Linked DNA regions of Sus scrofa: all the other regions are linked to region 4. A link is a contact called in public Hi-C and HiChIP or PLAC-seq data. All regions are on one chromosome and are shown on one strand. Each heading gives the region's core, a stretch centred on a gene start, on an enhancer-like site or on the middle of the called end of the contact. The rest is flanking DNA. Distances are from core to core; before and after follow the strand shown. Region 1 holds the start of ACTN1 (actinin, alpha 1). Region 2 holds the start of DCAF5 (DDB1- and CUL4-associated factor 5). Region 3 holds the start of EXD2 (exonuclease 3'-5' domain-containing protein 2). Region 4 holds the start of RAD51B (DNA repair protein RAD51 homolog 2).

What was found. Hi-C and Micro-C count contacts between places; a contact is called where the count stands out from the background. HiChIP or PLAC-seq counts read pairs in DNA pulled down with a chosen protein or histone mark.
Region 1: a contact with region 4 is called in an H3K27ac HiChIP or PLAC-seq map of alveolar macrophages. The contact joins the promoter of ACTN1 here to the promoter of RAD51B in region 4. A contact is called at or near these places in 1 of 5 promoter capture datasets (liver), 1 of 47 Hi-C or Micro-C datasets (heart right ventricle) and 1 of 2 datasets of contacts at active chromatin or transcription factors (alveolar macrophages).
Region 2: a contact with region 4 is called in an H3K27ac HiChIP or PLAC-seq map of alveolar macrophages. The contact joins the promoter of DCAF5 here to the promoter of RAD51B in region 4. A contact is called at or near these places in 2 of 5 promoter capture datasets (fetal liver and liver), 1 of 47 Hi-C or Micro-C datasets (heart right ventricle) and 1 of 2 datasets of contacts at active chromatin or transcription factors (alveolar macrophages).
Region 3: a Hi-C map of liver shows a contact between it and region 4, with 6 times the contacts expected there. The contact joins the promoter of EXD2 here to the promoter of RAD51B in region 4. A contact is called at or near these places in 2 of 47 Hi-C or Micro-C datasets (heart right ventricle and liver).

The regions. Positions count from the first base shown.
Region 1 is chr7:92,643,425-92,646,786 of Sscrofa11.1, forward strand. It overlaps ACTN1 (actinin, alpha 1), which reads right to left and starts at 1,418. Exons shown (of 21, transcript NM_001243061.1): 1 at 1,039-1,418. The coding sequence starts at 1,143.
Region 2 is chr7:92,811,773-92,815,221 of Sscrofa11.1, forward strand. DCAF5 (DDB1- and CUL4-associated factor 5) reads right to left here and starts at 1,525. Exons shown (of 9, transcript XM_021099398.1): 1 at 945-1,525. The coding sequence starts at 1,158.
Region 3 is chr7:92,845,935-92,849,228 of Sscrofa11.1, forward strand. EXD2 (exonuclease 3'-5' domain-containing protein 2) reads left to right here and starts at 2,024. Exons shown (of 8, transcript XM_005666327.3): 1 at 2,024-2,289. The coding sequence starts at 2,215.
Region 4 is chr7:91,590,976-91,594,193 of Sscrofa11.1, forward strand. RAD51B (DNA repair protein RAD51 homolog 2) reads left to right here and starts at 1,438. Exons shown (of 12, transcript XM_021099935.1): 1 at 1,438-1,514.

The DNA.
Region 1 (3,362 bases), core at 168-2,667, 1.1 Mb after region 4:
TGTTCAGGGTACGTGGCCGCCTGGGGCAAGAGCTCACCGCGCAGGCAGGAAGCAGAGGCAGGATTGGGGCGCCCTCCCCCAACAAGAGTGGTTTCTGACCTCTTCCTGCCACCGGCCACTGTGCCCGAGTCCCAGTGCCAGCTCCGAGCCCAGGCCCGTGGCGGAGCGCGCACCCGGCGCCTGGGACTCGCCTCGGTGGCTTAAGCATGGAGCCTTAATGACTAACCCCAAATATCCCCGGAGACAATGCCTTGCCCTGGAGCCCCTCAACTCGGATCAAGTTGCCCAAATTCTCCTTCTCCCAGGAATGAGCGGGGGTCGGAGCGGCAGAAGGCAGACGCAAGCCCATCTCCGCTCGCAGCTACCAACCACGGAGTTAAGCAATAAAACGGTTTGCCGTCCGGACCCCGCCCCCACAGGGCCTGCTGGGGAGCTCGCGTCGCCCCGGGTTCTCTCGGCCGCAACCCCACTCCAGCAGGTCCACCTCCAGGCAGCCCCGGAGGAGGCTGCCAATCCCTCCAGTGCCCGCTCTCTCCTCGGCCTGGGGGCTGGGGCTGGGAGAACCCGTGCAGCTTGTCCCCTCCGGGTACCAAGCCCAGAGCGGCCCAGGAACCACGCTGCCACCGCACGCCATATGGAAAGGCGGTCAGGGGCGGAGAAGGGAAGGGAAAATCGATCCGGAGCTAGCAGCCAGCCGGGGGCTTAGCCCCCAGCCTCCCGAGCACCGCCCCAGCGACCTGCCCACGCAGGGCTGGTGCGGCTGCAGCGGGGTGGCCTGGTTCACTCGCCCAAAGGCGACCTGCCCGCCGGCAACCCCACCTCCCCGCGCTCGGCCTCGGCGTTCGCGGGCTCTGGAGCCCGGGCGCTCCCCCTTCCGCCCCGCGCCTGTAACCCAATACCCTTCCTCACTGCAGCCGCTCATCCCCCGCCCCCGCTCGAGCGCGCCTGGAACTGGTTCGCAGCCGGGTGCGAGCCCGGCAGACAGAGGTGCCCGGGGCGGGGGGCGGGGAGCTGCGGGGGGCCAGGGTGGTTGCTGACCTTTCTCTGCTGCTTCTCCCAGGCTGGGTCCAGGAGCAGATCTCGATCCCAGTCCTCTTCGGGCTGCATGTAGTCGTTGGTTTGCTGGGAATCATAATGGTCCATGGTGGTGCGCGCGTGCTAGGGGCTGGATTTCTTCCTCCACCTTCTCTCCCGGCGGCGGCTGCTGCGGCTGCTGCCCCGCGTGGGGAGGTAGTTGGGCTGGGCTGGGCTGGGCTGGCGGGGCCGAGCTAGCTCCCCTGCGCCCAGTTCCGCCGCTGCGCTGCTCGCAAAGGCTGCTGCTGGGAGCGGCGCCGGCGGCTCGAGCTCGCGGACTGGCTGCCTCGCTCCGGCGCTCGGACCTAATCTCCACGCACACTGAGCGAGGCGGACACACTCTCGCTGCGGGAGCCAAGGCGGGCGGGGGCGAGGGGAAGGGGCAGAGCCCTCCCGAGGTTCTCCATTGGCCAGGCCGAGTTGCCCAAACTTCCCCCCATCGCCTCTCATTGGGAATTCCTGGCATCCGTCAGCAGGGCCCGGCGCATATAGGTGGACTGGGCGGCCCCCTCCCGGCGCGCACGCCCCCGCCCACTCCCCGGGTTCCCACTCCCCCGCGGCTCATGTGACACCAGCTTAAGCTGAACGGGACCGCTGCCGGGGGGGGACGCCTCCCGGAGCTCGGGGACCGAGCGGGAGCCCCAGGAACCGCAGGAGGATTGAACACGCTCCTCACCCGCGGGAAGGCCCGGAACTCCGGCGCGCTGGTGTCCTGCGCTCCCACGCGCGCTCCAAACCCCAGAAGGCCAGGGGCTGGAGAAGGGACGCGGGGAAACCCGAAAAGCATTTCATTTTCTCTTTCTCAGGGTCCAGAGAGGTCGGCACCCAGGGAAGGGGGGCGGGGAATGCCGGAATGGAAAGGAATTTCCTGGGAATTTCCTGATTCTGCCACCCGGCCCCGCCCCACCCGGTGGGATCCAGTAGACCCCTGCCCTCCCAGGGCCGGGTTTCTGGCCGGCCGACGGCCCTCGGAGGCCCCGCAGTTTTGCCGCCTCACGGCGGGGTCCTTTGCGGCCCGCCCTTAGGCTCAGGGACCGCTCTGCGCCGGGGCTTCCCCGGTGGCAGCTACGTCGCACAGGTTCCCGGGAATCCCCTAAGGGTCCCCGCTGGCTGGCACAGCCCGAGCTACCCTCATAGACACGCCTGGGCTGCATCTTCGCAACTCTGAGTGTTCTGCCTACTCCGGACATCCTCAACCCACATCCCTGACAGATGGGGAAACTGAGGTTCAAAGAGTTGAGCTTTACCAGGGATTTATGGAGTTCTCAGGACTCCACAGGCCAACCCTGTAACCTTATACCTGACAAACAAAGCCTTATTGTTATTGGAGGAGGAAGGAGGGCAGCATTGGTGAAACAGGTCTCATTGACTGGTGCCTGCCTGAGCTTCCTTCCTCAGGCCTAGTGAGAAGAAGATCTACACAGCCGGCTCCAGCAGTGACAGACACCAGGAAGAGGCAGGCCTCACACCCTGGTGGGCTCCTCTGAGAAGTCCGGGACTGTAGAACAGTAGCAAGAAGATCTCCAATAGCTTATGCACATGGTAGTACTTCATCTATGGCCCCGCAGGATGGCTGAGTCTACTGCAAAAATGAAAGTATGTCAGTCCAAAGGTGAGTAAAGGAGCTAGAAAGGGCCGTGAATTGAGATACTTGAAAGGCCACAGATTGGAAAGGTGGAGAAAGTGCCCGTGCCTCTCAGGAGAGCCACCAGTGCTGTTGTAAGCAGACATGGGTGCTGCTGTGGCTCCCCCACCATTAGTCAACCTTGCATGTTTATGCAAGTGTCACCGTTCAGCGCTGTGCCTGCCACAAGTCCCTGGCTGAGGAAGCACTGCACCCAAGCCACGGAGACAGCAGATTTATGGACGATTTTATACCCACTTCTAAACTGTGGCTCAAAGCCTGACATAGAGGGTAATGATGGTGCTGTATCCATTCATTCGCTAAATAAATATGTGCTGAGCACCATCCGTGTGTCAGGGGACGTGCTAGATGTTATGTATATAGAAAGGAAAAAGACACACTCCCTGCCCCCATGCAGCCCAGCAGAGACAGACACAAAAATAAAAATACACTGCAAAGAGATATGTAATCCCTCAGCCAGAGGACTGTAGGGCTACAGAGGATGCGCTTTCAACCCAGTATAAGAAAGGAAGCTGCAGGTAAAACTTTTTGGAGGAGGTGAAGTTCAAGTGAGCCTTAAAGAACAAGAGTCAGCCAGACAATGAAGAATGTGGGAGGTTATTCCAGGCAGAAGGAACAGTGTGAGCTAATACATGGGGGCAGG
Region 2 (3,449 bases), core at 275-2,774, 1.2 Mb after region 4:
CCGCTCGGCCCCGGCCTCCCCGGGAGCAATAGGCTATCGATTCAGCTGCCTGTCGCTAGGCGCCCCGGGAGAGCGAGGCCTACACCGCTCGGCCGGAGCCCCGGCCTCGATTTCGCCACTTTCCCCACACCGGAGGGGGAGCCCGGGGGCAACCAAGGCCAGCTAGGCGGGAGGGAGGAGGTGCGGAGACCACCTGCAACGGCAGGCGCGGGAAAGGGGGTGCAGGAGCCGGGCTCCCGCCAACAAGTCTCCCGGGGTCTCCCACCCCCCACCCCTGGCTCACAAGTTGCGCATTTAAGTTCAGACCAGTGGCCCCTTGGCCTCCAGAGCCCTCGGCACTCCCGAATCATAAGAAAAACACGACACGGAAGAGGCCACCCCAGACCCCGAGGAGATGGAGCCGGGCCCCTGAGGGGCCCGTCACCTCCCCTCCACTCACCCCTCCAGCGGCCGGCCCTGTCACCGCCCGGACCCAAGGCCCCTTGCCCGGACGCCGGCGACAGAGGCTCGAGCTTCCCCCCCCCCGCCGCCTCCGGCGCCTCGGCCTCCTCCCCTCTAAATCGTCCAAATGCCCCCCGCACCTTTTAAAGTACACGGAGGAAGAGTTTCCCATCAAACTTTGTCAAGCAGTAACCTCGCCCCCCTCCCCGACCCACACTTTCAGGGCAGTCACCAGGAGAGAGCACTTTACACTTGGGATAAGGCGAATTAAGGACCTGTCAACCATTTTAGGTCTTTTATTTTATAGAAGACATCCTCTCCTTCCCCTCCCTCCCTCTCTCCCCGTGCCAAGGTTTAATCTGACACCCAACCTTCCCACCGCCGAAAAGGGGGGGGGTTGAGGAGGGAGGGGGTGGGGACGGAGGGCAGGAGGAGGGTAGCGAGGGAGAGCGGAAAAGGGAGGTTGGAAGGGGGCCGCAGGGAGGGGAAGGGGGTTGATTTACCTGAGACCAGCCACTGGCCTCCATTGTTGGAGAATTCAATGGCATTGACACAGCCGAAGTGGCCGAGGAGGTCCTTCTTGTAGAGGTTTCTGCAGCCTCGCAGGCGTCTCCTCTGAAAGTCCTGAGTGAGCAGGGGGTCCCCATGCAAGCCCCGCTGGGACAAGAAGCCCACCACTGACCTCATGCTGCCCCCCAGGCCAGCTCTCCTCTTCATGCTGGAACCGCCGCCGCCGCCGCTCGCGCCGCCGCCCCTCCCTCGGCCTCACGCGCGGCCGCCGCTCTCCCCCCACCCGGCCCTCCCCCCGCGCTGCGATCCGGATGGTTCTTTAACCAGCCATAGCAGACGGAGCGAGGTGTGCAGACACTCGGTGGCGTTCGCGGCTTCCTGACGGTCCCCTCCCTCCCCTTCCCCCTCCTAGGCTCCTCCTTCTCCTTCTCCGCCCCCTCCAGCAGCTGATCCTCAGCTGCGGCCGCGCTTCCGCGATGCGCGCGGCCCTTCCGCCGGCCGCGGGGGCCGGGAGAATGCGGGTGGCAGCGGCCCCTCCCCCGCCGCGGGCTCCAGGCGGGAAGGACGCGGGCTGCTGGCCTCGAGGCGGCGGGCGGCGGCTCGGCTGTCCCCGCGCCGCAGCTCCTCCCGGCGCGAGGACCCGAGTCGCGCAGGGCGGAGGCCCGGCTGCACCCCCTGAGCGTTGCACTCTGTGAAGTTGGAGGCGCGCAACAATCAAAGTGGCCACGGGGCTGCGGGCTCGCCTTACTCCCCAGGCGGCCGGCGGTCCGTCGCCTCCCGGAGGCCCAGCGTCGGGGCGAGTGCGGCTCCCCGCGCTTTTTTTCGGTCCGGAAAATGCAGCCCGAGGTGGCAGAGAGGTGGAGGGAGGACTGCGGGCACAGGCTCCGATCGTCCTCCCTCAGTTCACCTCTTCCTGGGGCCGCCCGAGCCCTGCCCACGGGAAGGGAACCAGGAGTTAGGACTGGACTCTTGGGGTAAGGTTGCTTGGGGTTCCCCAAAGAAATTTTTAACACTACCCCTCCCCCTATTCAGTTCTCTAATAATTTTCCCTTCCTCCAGCCATTCAGTGAAAAAGGCTAAACCGGGTTCCCTCTGGTAGATGATAAAGTGGTATCAGAGAAAGAGAGGGGGCGGGGAAGGAATTCTTAAGAACTGAGAAGAAAATTGCCCAAAACCGAGTTGAGAAGGCTCACCTGCAAGACATAAGACACATTATTCAAAAATAGCAATTTATGTTATTTAATTGGATGCGGTGAGCTCCCCTTCAAGGTCTTGAGTGTAGAGCTCAGAAGCTGAACAGCTGTTAACCAGCAGCTGCATTCCAGGCCCGAAGTAGCTGCACGTCAATAGGCCAGGAGCCTCCGCGTTCCCCCCCTAGTGAGGAGATTGGGTGTTAAGTGCTTTGGAATTCTACTAGGTACAGTAAAAAATCCCCTTGTCAGTGTATTTTTCCCAGAAGCTATCCTCTGTCATTAAACGGTAATAGACTACTAGAATAGGCGGTTGTCAGTTTTGCCCTTTCAATTTAGCAGGAATTGCATCCTCTGTCAGAGAGAGCACATGAACAGTCAGGTATACGCACCGTGAAAGAGGGGCCATGAAGAGGACCCCCATCAAGCAAAATGAGCTACTTCTACTTTTTGTACAAGGACAATGATAAGATGAATCATACTCATAACAAAAATGCAAGTAAAATGTTTGATTTAAAAATCAACATTATAACAAATGTTGCCAAACATCACAGAAATTCCCTAAATTCCAGAAAGTGTGGTTTTAATGGAATATTTCCCTAAACAGGAAAATATGTAATACTTTCCCTTAAAAATTTTAATTTTCAGGATGCTTCGTAGTGTTTATTCATTATAACAGCACCATAAAGATCAGTAGTGGTATACCAGCCAAATTATAATCAATGTCTTTTCATCCTAGCAACCAATGTCTCTTCTTCACAGCAATGTCATAATGTCATGGTCTGTATGTAATTAAACATATCATTATATAGGTATGTTCCGCCATTCTGCTGTTAAGCTCTCTGAGAGCAGGGACCATGCCTGTTCTGCTCATGGATTTATATCCAGAGCTAGCACATACTGAAACTGAGTAGCCACTTAAATATTGCAGAGACAGGGGAGGGTGTTTGTTTTTTAGGGCCATATGGGGCAGCATGTGAAAGTTCCCAGGCTAGGGGTTGAATCGGAATATCCACTGGCCTACGCCACAGCCACAGCAGCACGGGATCCGAGCCTCCTCTGTGACCTACACCATAGCTCTCAGCAACACCAGATCCTGAACCCACTGAGCTGAGCGGGGCCAGGGATCAAACCTTCATCCTCTTGGATGCTAGTAAGATTCGTTTCTGCTGAGCCACAACGGGCACTCCCCTAAATATTTGTTGACTACATAAATGAAATCAGGTAGAGAGGAAGAATTTGGAGGGGAAGGAATAACTTCAGTTTCAAATGTTGAGTTTGAGGTGTCTGTACTTCATTCCAGGGGAG
Region 3 (3,294 bases), core at 774-3,273, 1.3 Mb after region 4:
TTCAACTGGAGATCTCTTTGTGCTCTTTTCTCTGGGACCTAGATGTCAGAGACTACCCTTTAGTTCCCACCCCCACCTCCAGCAAGCCCCCCACATAACCTTTGTTTTTTCTCCTTCTTGCAAACCTAGATGCAAAACTCAATACCTATTCAAATTCCTCCAAAGAATCTACTGGAGGCATTCCGTCGTGGCTCAGCGGTTAATGAACTGGACTAGTATCCATGAGGATGCAGGTTCGACCCCTGGCCTTGCTCAGTGGGTTAAGGATCCAGTGTTGCCGTGAGCTATGGTATAGGTCACAGATGTGGCTCAGATCCCGTTTGCTGTGGCTGTGGTGTAGGCCGGTGGCTACAGCTCCGATTCAACCCCTATCCTGGGAACCTCCATATGCCACGGGAGCGGCCCAAGAAATGGCAAAAAGACAAAAAATAAAAAAATAGAATAAAAATAAGGTCCTGCTCTGTTACACATTGACTCTTTTTTTTTTTTTTTTTTTTTTTTTGGCCACTCCATTGTGTATGGAGTTCCCAAGCCAGGGATCATACCCCAGCCACAGTTGCAACCTATGCCACATCTGCGGCAATGCTGGATCCTTTAACCCACTGTGCTGGACCAGGGATCAGACCTTCAGTCCCCATTGTGCTATAGCAGGAACTCCTACACATTGGCTTCTAACAGAACAGATATTTGGGTAGTTCTAATTTAGGGCTATTATTAAGTACAGGTACGAGATTTTTTTGTGCGTGTCCTTTTAGTGAATGTATGTACACATTTCCCATGGATATATACCTACGAGTGAATTTGTTAGTTCAAAGGCCATGCATATTTTCAGGAGTTCCTGTTGTGGTACAGCGGAAACGAATCCAACTAGTTACCATGAGGTTCGGGTTCGATCCTTGGCCTTGCTCAGTGGGTTAACGATCCCGCGTTGCTGTGGCTGTGGTGTAGGCTGGCAGCTACAGCTCCGATTCTACCCCTAGCCTGGGAACCTCCATATGCCATGGGTGAGGCCATAGAAAGCCAAAAAAAAAAAAAGCTTTGCATATTTTCAGCTTTAGTCGATACTGTGAAACAGCTTAACAAAGTGACTGTACACTGCAGCAGCACTGGTTGCTCCAGTCTTGCCAATACTTGGTATTTTTTGTGTTTCATTTTAGCCTTTCCGGTGGTATATAATGGTATCTCACCGTGGTTTTAATTTGCATTTCCTGTTTACCTTTTTGTTTGTCTTTTAGGTGTTCAGGATGGAGCAGATGAAATGCAGGGGGTTCTCTATACCTCCCAAAATATTTTCCCTTATGGATAATAATCTAATAATATGTAGAACCTTTTTCCTGTACTGGAGGCAAAACAATATAGAGGATGAGGGCAACAAGCTTTGCAGTTAGACATACTGAGGTTTGATTTCCAACTCCAATTCTTACTTGTTACCTGAGTAATTTATTTGACCTTTCTCCATTTTATGTAAAATGGCACTAATAATAGTACTGTCTCATGAGGTTGTGAGGATTAAAGAGATAAAATATGTAAAACGTTTTGCAAAGTTCCTAGTACACTGTAAGCACATAATCACCAAATGGCAGCTATTATTATACCTTACATCCTTTCTGTGCAGCACATTACATTTCTCCTTCTATTTTACACATTCTATGATAAAGCAACAGCACGTGGCATACATTAGCTGCCTCACATATAAAAGTTGATGATAAAGACTGGTTGAATGAAAGATTTTAAATAGAAATAGAAGGTACTGTGGTTATCGTTATAAAACATGGCATAATGGCTATAGTAACAAAATGCACTCCTAATGAGGAATACATTATTTAAACAAGTGTTTCTTCTATTTACCTTCATCATTTAACAGTTAAGAGGAAAATAAACGCGGTAGAGAAACACCGCTAATTAGTAATTAGTAATTACATATCCCATATTGCATTTGTGAGGGTTCCAGAGGCTTCCTTAAAACCAAAACTCAAACTAAAATATTACCCAGAAACAAACGCAAAAGCACCACTTTTCTGAAAAGATTTTTAAGCTTTTCCAATTTTAACAGACCCTTTGTTCAGCAGTGGAGAAACTGGGGAGGCAACAGCTGCCCCAGCTGCTTCCGTACAAGATGGCGTCGCCCAATTGTACACCCCAGTTGGGGTTACGTCCTCTTAGCCGGTCACAAGACCGGAAGTGGTTTCGGTCCTAGTGGATCCGGGTGGGTGCATGCAGGTGGCCAAAGAGGTTCCAGTGCTTCAGCGTGAGGTGCCGCAGGTGTTCCAGTCGAGTCCGGGGCCGCAGGTAAGTGAGAATTAGCGGCCGGCAAGGCCTTTCTCCACGCTCGTGCAAGCAGCGGAGGGGGATTCCTGTGCAGACTAAGGAGAGGGCTCGTGAAAGCTGGCGACATCACCGTGTGCGGGGGCGACTGATTGCGGGGACCTCGTTGTCCCCAAGCGACTTGGCCCTGCCCCTCTCCCCGCCCCCCGGCGCGGCCTCCGCTCCCTCCTCGCCCGCAGCGGGGGCGGTTCAGGGTCCTGGTGCGCTGCGGGGACTCTCACCTCCTTACGTGGCCTCCCATGACCTTCCCCGGGCTGCCTTTTCGGACCCCTTTTTGTTCTCTCTAGGGATACCTGCTAAACCTTCGTTATTTCTTGACCCAGTTAGCAAAAAAGGAAGCACCACCCGCAGCTTGTGGCAACTTATTGGGCGCTGCATGTTGCAGGCGTCCACTGTTACAGTTCCGTCCCCTTGGTTCGTGGGGACCTACCCCCGCCCCCATTGTTATTACCCCTTTTCCCCCAGACCACACCCGCTTCTCTGGGTCTTGCTCGGAGCCACTTCTTTCTCTTTTCATATCCTTGGGATCGTTGAAAACTAAACCCTTAATGATTATTTATTACAAAATTGATACCTGCTTGTTGAAATAGAAACACCAAACCTTTATAAGCTTTTGATACACGAATGAACACAACCTCACTTAGATATTCACTCCTTGAAAACACTTTATACTGTTTTTTTAGTTCTATCTTTATAAAGATAGAAGGAACTGTACTGAAAGGTTTTGTTAATATCAAAGTTATGAAGTGCAAGAGAAAAGAGGTTTAATAGGGAGAAGGAATTATTCGTTTTCGTCAGGTTGAGCTTTTTTTTTTTTTAAAGTGTTCTTTTATATTTATTTAAATTGTAATCAGTGCATACAATCGCGTCAAAAATGTAAACAAAATAGATCTTTTTTGACCCATCTCTTTCCATCTCCATCTTTTCTTCTTTCATCTCTTGCCCTCAAGTAAAAACTGCTATTTGGGG
Region 4 (3,218 bases), core at 188-2,687:
GCGCTTTACACTCACCTGCTCCCAGCGCCCAAAGCAGTAGAGTTTCCAGCGCAGCCATGTTTGAGCCGAGTCAGGTGACAAATCCAGTTCGGGAGGTTAAGGGAGGGGCGGGAATGACGAGGACAACGCCTACTGCCTACTCGTATTGGTCAATGGAGGGAAAAGATGCAAATAAAGCGCCATATTTGTTTTGGTCACGTGACACCACCTCTAGCGACTAGCGAAAGCTAGGTAGCTAGGAAAGAGGTTATCACCTGGCTCAGGACCATCCCTCACAGTTTTGACAGCTATTCCGCTTGACAGGTTCCATTCTGCATTCGGTGGAGCAAGTGTTAGGAATAGCTGTATGCCTTGATTTTTTTTCCTTCTCTTTTCTTTCTAGTTTGAACTCAGCGTTTACTGAGCGCCAACCTGTGATAGTGCTTTGCCACGCCCTGGGGATACTCAGAGCAGGGAAACCAGTCCTTCTCCATTATTGCAACAAACACTTGGGCCCTCTTATAATCCCAGAACCCTACGTTTTGAATTCCCATTTTCTTCTGCCTAACTTCATTCATTTGCTCATTTACCCGACAACTGTTAATTGATATGTGTGCCTGGCCCTACTTTAGAAGCTGAATAAGATGCGGTCCCTGTCCTCAAGGCGCTCACAAGTTTAGTGAGGGGTGCAGGTCAATAATTAGGATGCAGTGGGCTAAATTATAAGATAGAGGTATGCACAAAGGAGATGAGAGCAAAGAGTGAGCAAAAGCCTCTCTCAAATACAATAATCTGAAACTGACTCTTAAAAAGTAACGATTTCCTAATTACAGTTGCTTTTACATTGAACCTTTGATTTGGTTTCCTTCACGTTTTTCTTCAACTATAGACTCTTACATTTCCCCATTACGTGCTTTTGGTTTGAGCATTTTCATTCAGCATTTTCCAAACTATTTCACCACCAAAGAGTGGTGGAAAAGTAAACCGAAACAAATCAAAGGCTCTTTTGCAAAATCTCTTCTATGATTGGAGGATTCTCATCTACGCCCAGAAAAATAACGTCTCTTTGATCCATTATGCAAATTTTTATATGTAGTGACAAAAGAAATAAAAGAAAAATTCCAGTCTTCATACTCTTCTTACTGATCTGATGTTCCCTCTACTGGATTCCGCGCACCCCCCCCGCCCCCCAACGGTGGAAGTTCCTGGGCCAGGGATGGAATCCTCGCCACAGTAACCACTAGAGCCGCTGCAGTGACAATGCTGGATCCTTAATCCCTCTGCATCACAAGGGAACTCTCTCTCCACCGGATTTTGATAACCACTGTATTGGGAAATTGGGATTCGTAGATTTATTTCATAGAACTACAATTCCCAGCAAGCAGCGGAGTCGACCTGGGCCTGTGCCTACCTTTGATTGGATGCTTGGCAGGCGGATGGCCCAACCAGCATTTCGGTTGTTGCTTCGCGTCACTTTCCACCGGGAACTGTGTGAGGGGTAGGGGAAACTTTGAAAGTTGGATGCTGCAGACCCGGTACTGGAAAGTTTCATGTGGCGGGCGGTTCGGGGAAGTGGGGTGCGGTCATTATTTTCTGCTCGCTTTCTGTACCCCTGGTGTTCCTATTAGGGGAGCAGAGAGTCACTCTTGGCTACAGGGCACGCCCCCTTAGGTCCTTAGGGATCTTAACTTGAGACCCGCCGCGTATGTGAAGGCGTCCGGCCTTCTTTTGTGAGCGATGCTGGGAAGCTGCACCTTGTTGGGAGCAGCTCTTTTAGGGGGTTCTGGGATGATGATTTCGCTTCTTGATGTCCATCCATCTTCGCAATTGCAGGTAGTTTGAGGTCTAGGTAGGGGAGCTCGTCATTAAAGGACGTTTAGTGTTCTGCCTATCTTCAGGTGACGTTGAAGAAGAGGTATTTAATAGCATGGGATCTGCAGTCAGATTCCTGGTTTCGAATGCGCGGACTCCACCGTGTGCTAGTTGTTAGAATTTGCTCAAGTGATTCAATTAAGTGCCTCATTATTCTTAATCTGTAAACTGGGTTTACAATGGCGCCTAATAAGGGCTCAAGAAATATATCTTATTGTTAATTCACAGTTTCCATTGACCGTCTAACGTGAGGTTTTTTTTTTTAAATGAGAGGATTCAGTTTCCAGGATTGAATGTCTTCCTTCACCCCCTCATTTACATGCGCGTGCACGCACAAGCAGAGCAGGAATTCAGTTTCTGGTTGAAGAAATAAGCATGCAAGCCATAACAATACGTTAATAAGATTATTGGACAAATGTGCTCACAGTAGAATGAGAACATTGGAGGGGAAGAGACTAAGTTGTGGCAAGTCTTTGTGGAAGAAAGTCAGGAAGGCAGAATGGTGCTTGTGTAACCTATCAATGTTATGGCTGGAAGGCAGGTCAGGTGAGACAGCAATTGCTGTTTTGCTTAAGGAATTGATAATGACTCAGCCTTGGTCTCCACATGCCATGCACCATCCACATCCTTTAACCTTCATTGCATTCCTGTGGAGCAGATATTTGAATTGTGCTTGTTTTTCAGATGAGGAAACTAAGATGTTGGGAAGCAAGTGACTTTGCAAGAAATGCCAGGGTTTGGGCCTTGCACTCTGAAATAGGAATGAGAGGGAAGTGAGGGACCAGTTTATGAAGACTCTTTAGGCCATCATTAAGAAGTGTGGAATTTATCTTGTGGTCTCAGGGAACCATGGGCAGTTTTAAAGGATGAGAGTAACAGGATTGGAGCAAATTTCTAGCAGGCTACCTCTGACAGGATTGTGACTTTTAGGTCAGAGGAAGAAGGAACTGCTTCTTCCTCTCTGGTTCCAAAGCACATTTAAATTCCAGTGACAATACTTACTGAATGACTGTGATTATTTGTGTATACTTCTCTTTCATTGTTTACTGCGAGTTCCCAAAGAGGAGGAAAAACGCTTAAATGATTCTTGTGCCTCAGAGCTCAGCAGTGTGTATTTATTTATTTATTTATTTTGCTTTTTAGGGCCACACCCACAGCATATGCAGGTTCTCAGGCTAGGGGCTGCATCGGAGCTATAGCTGTTGGCCTACACCACAGTCACAGCAATGCTAGATCTGAGCCGTGTTTGCGAACTACACCACAGCTCAAGGCAACGCCGGATCCTTAACCCACTGAGCGAGGCCAGGGATTGAACCCGCATCCTCATGGATACTAGTCAGATTCATTTCTGATGAGCCACGATGGGA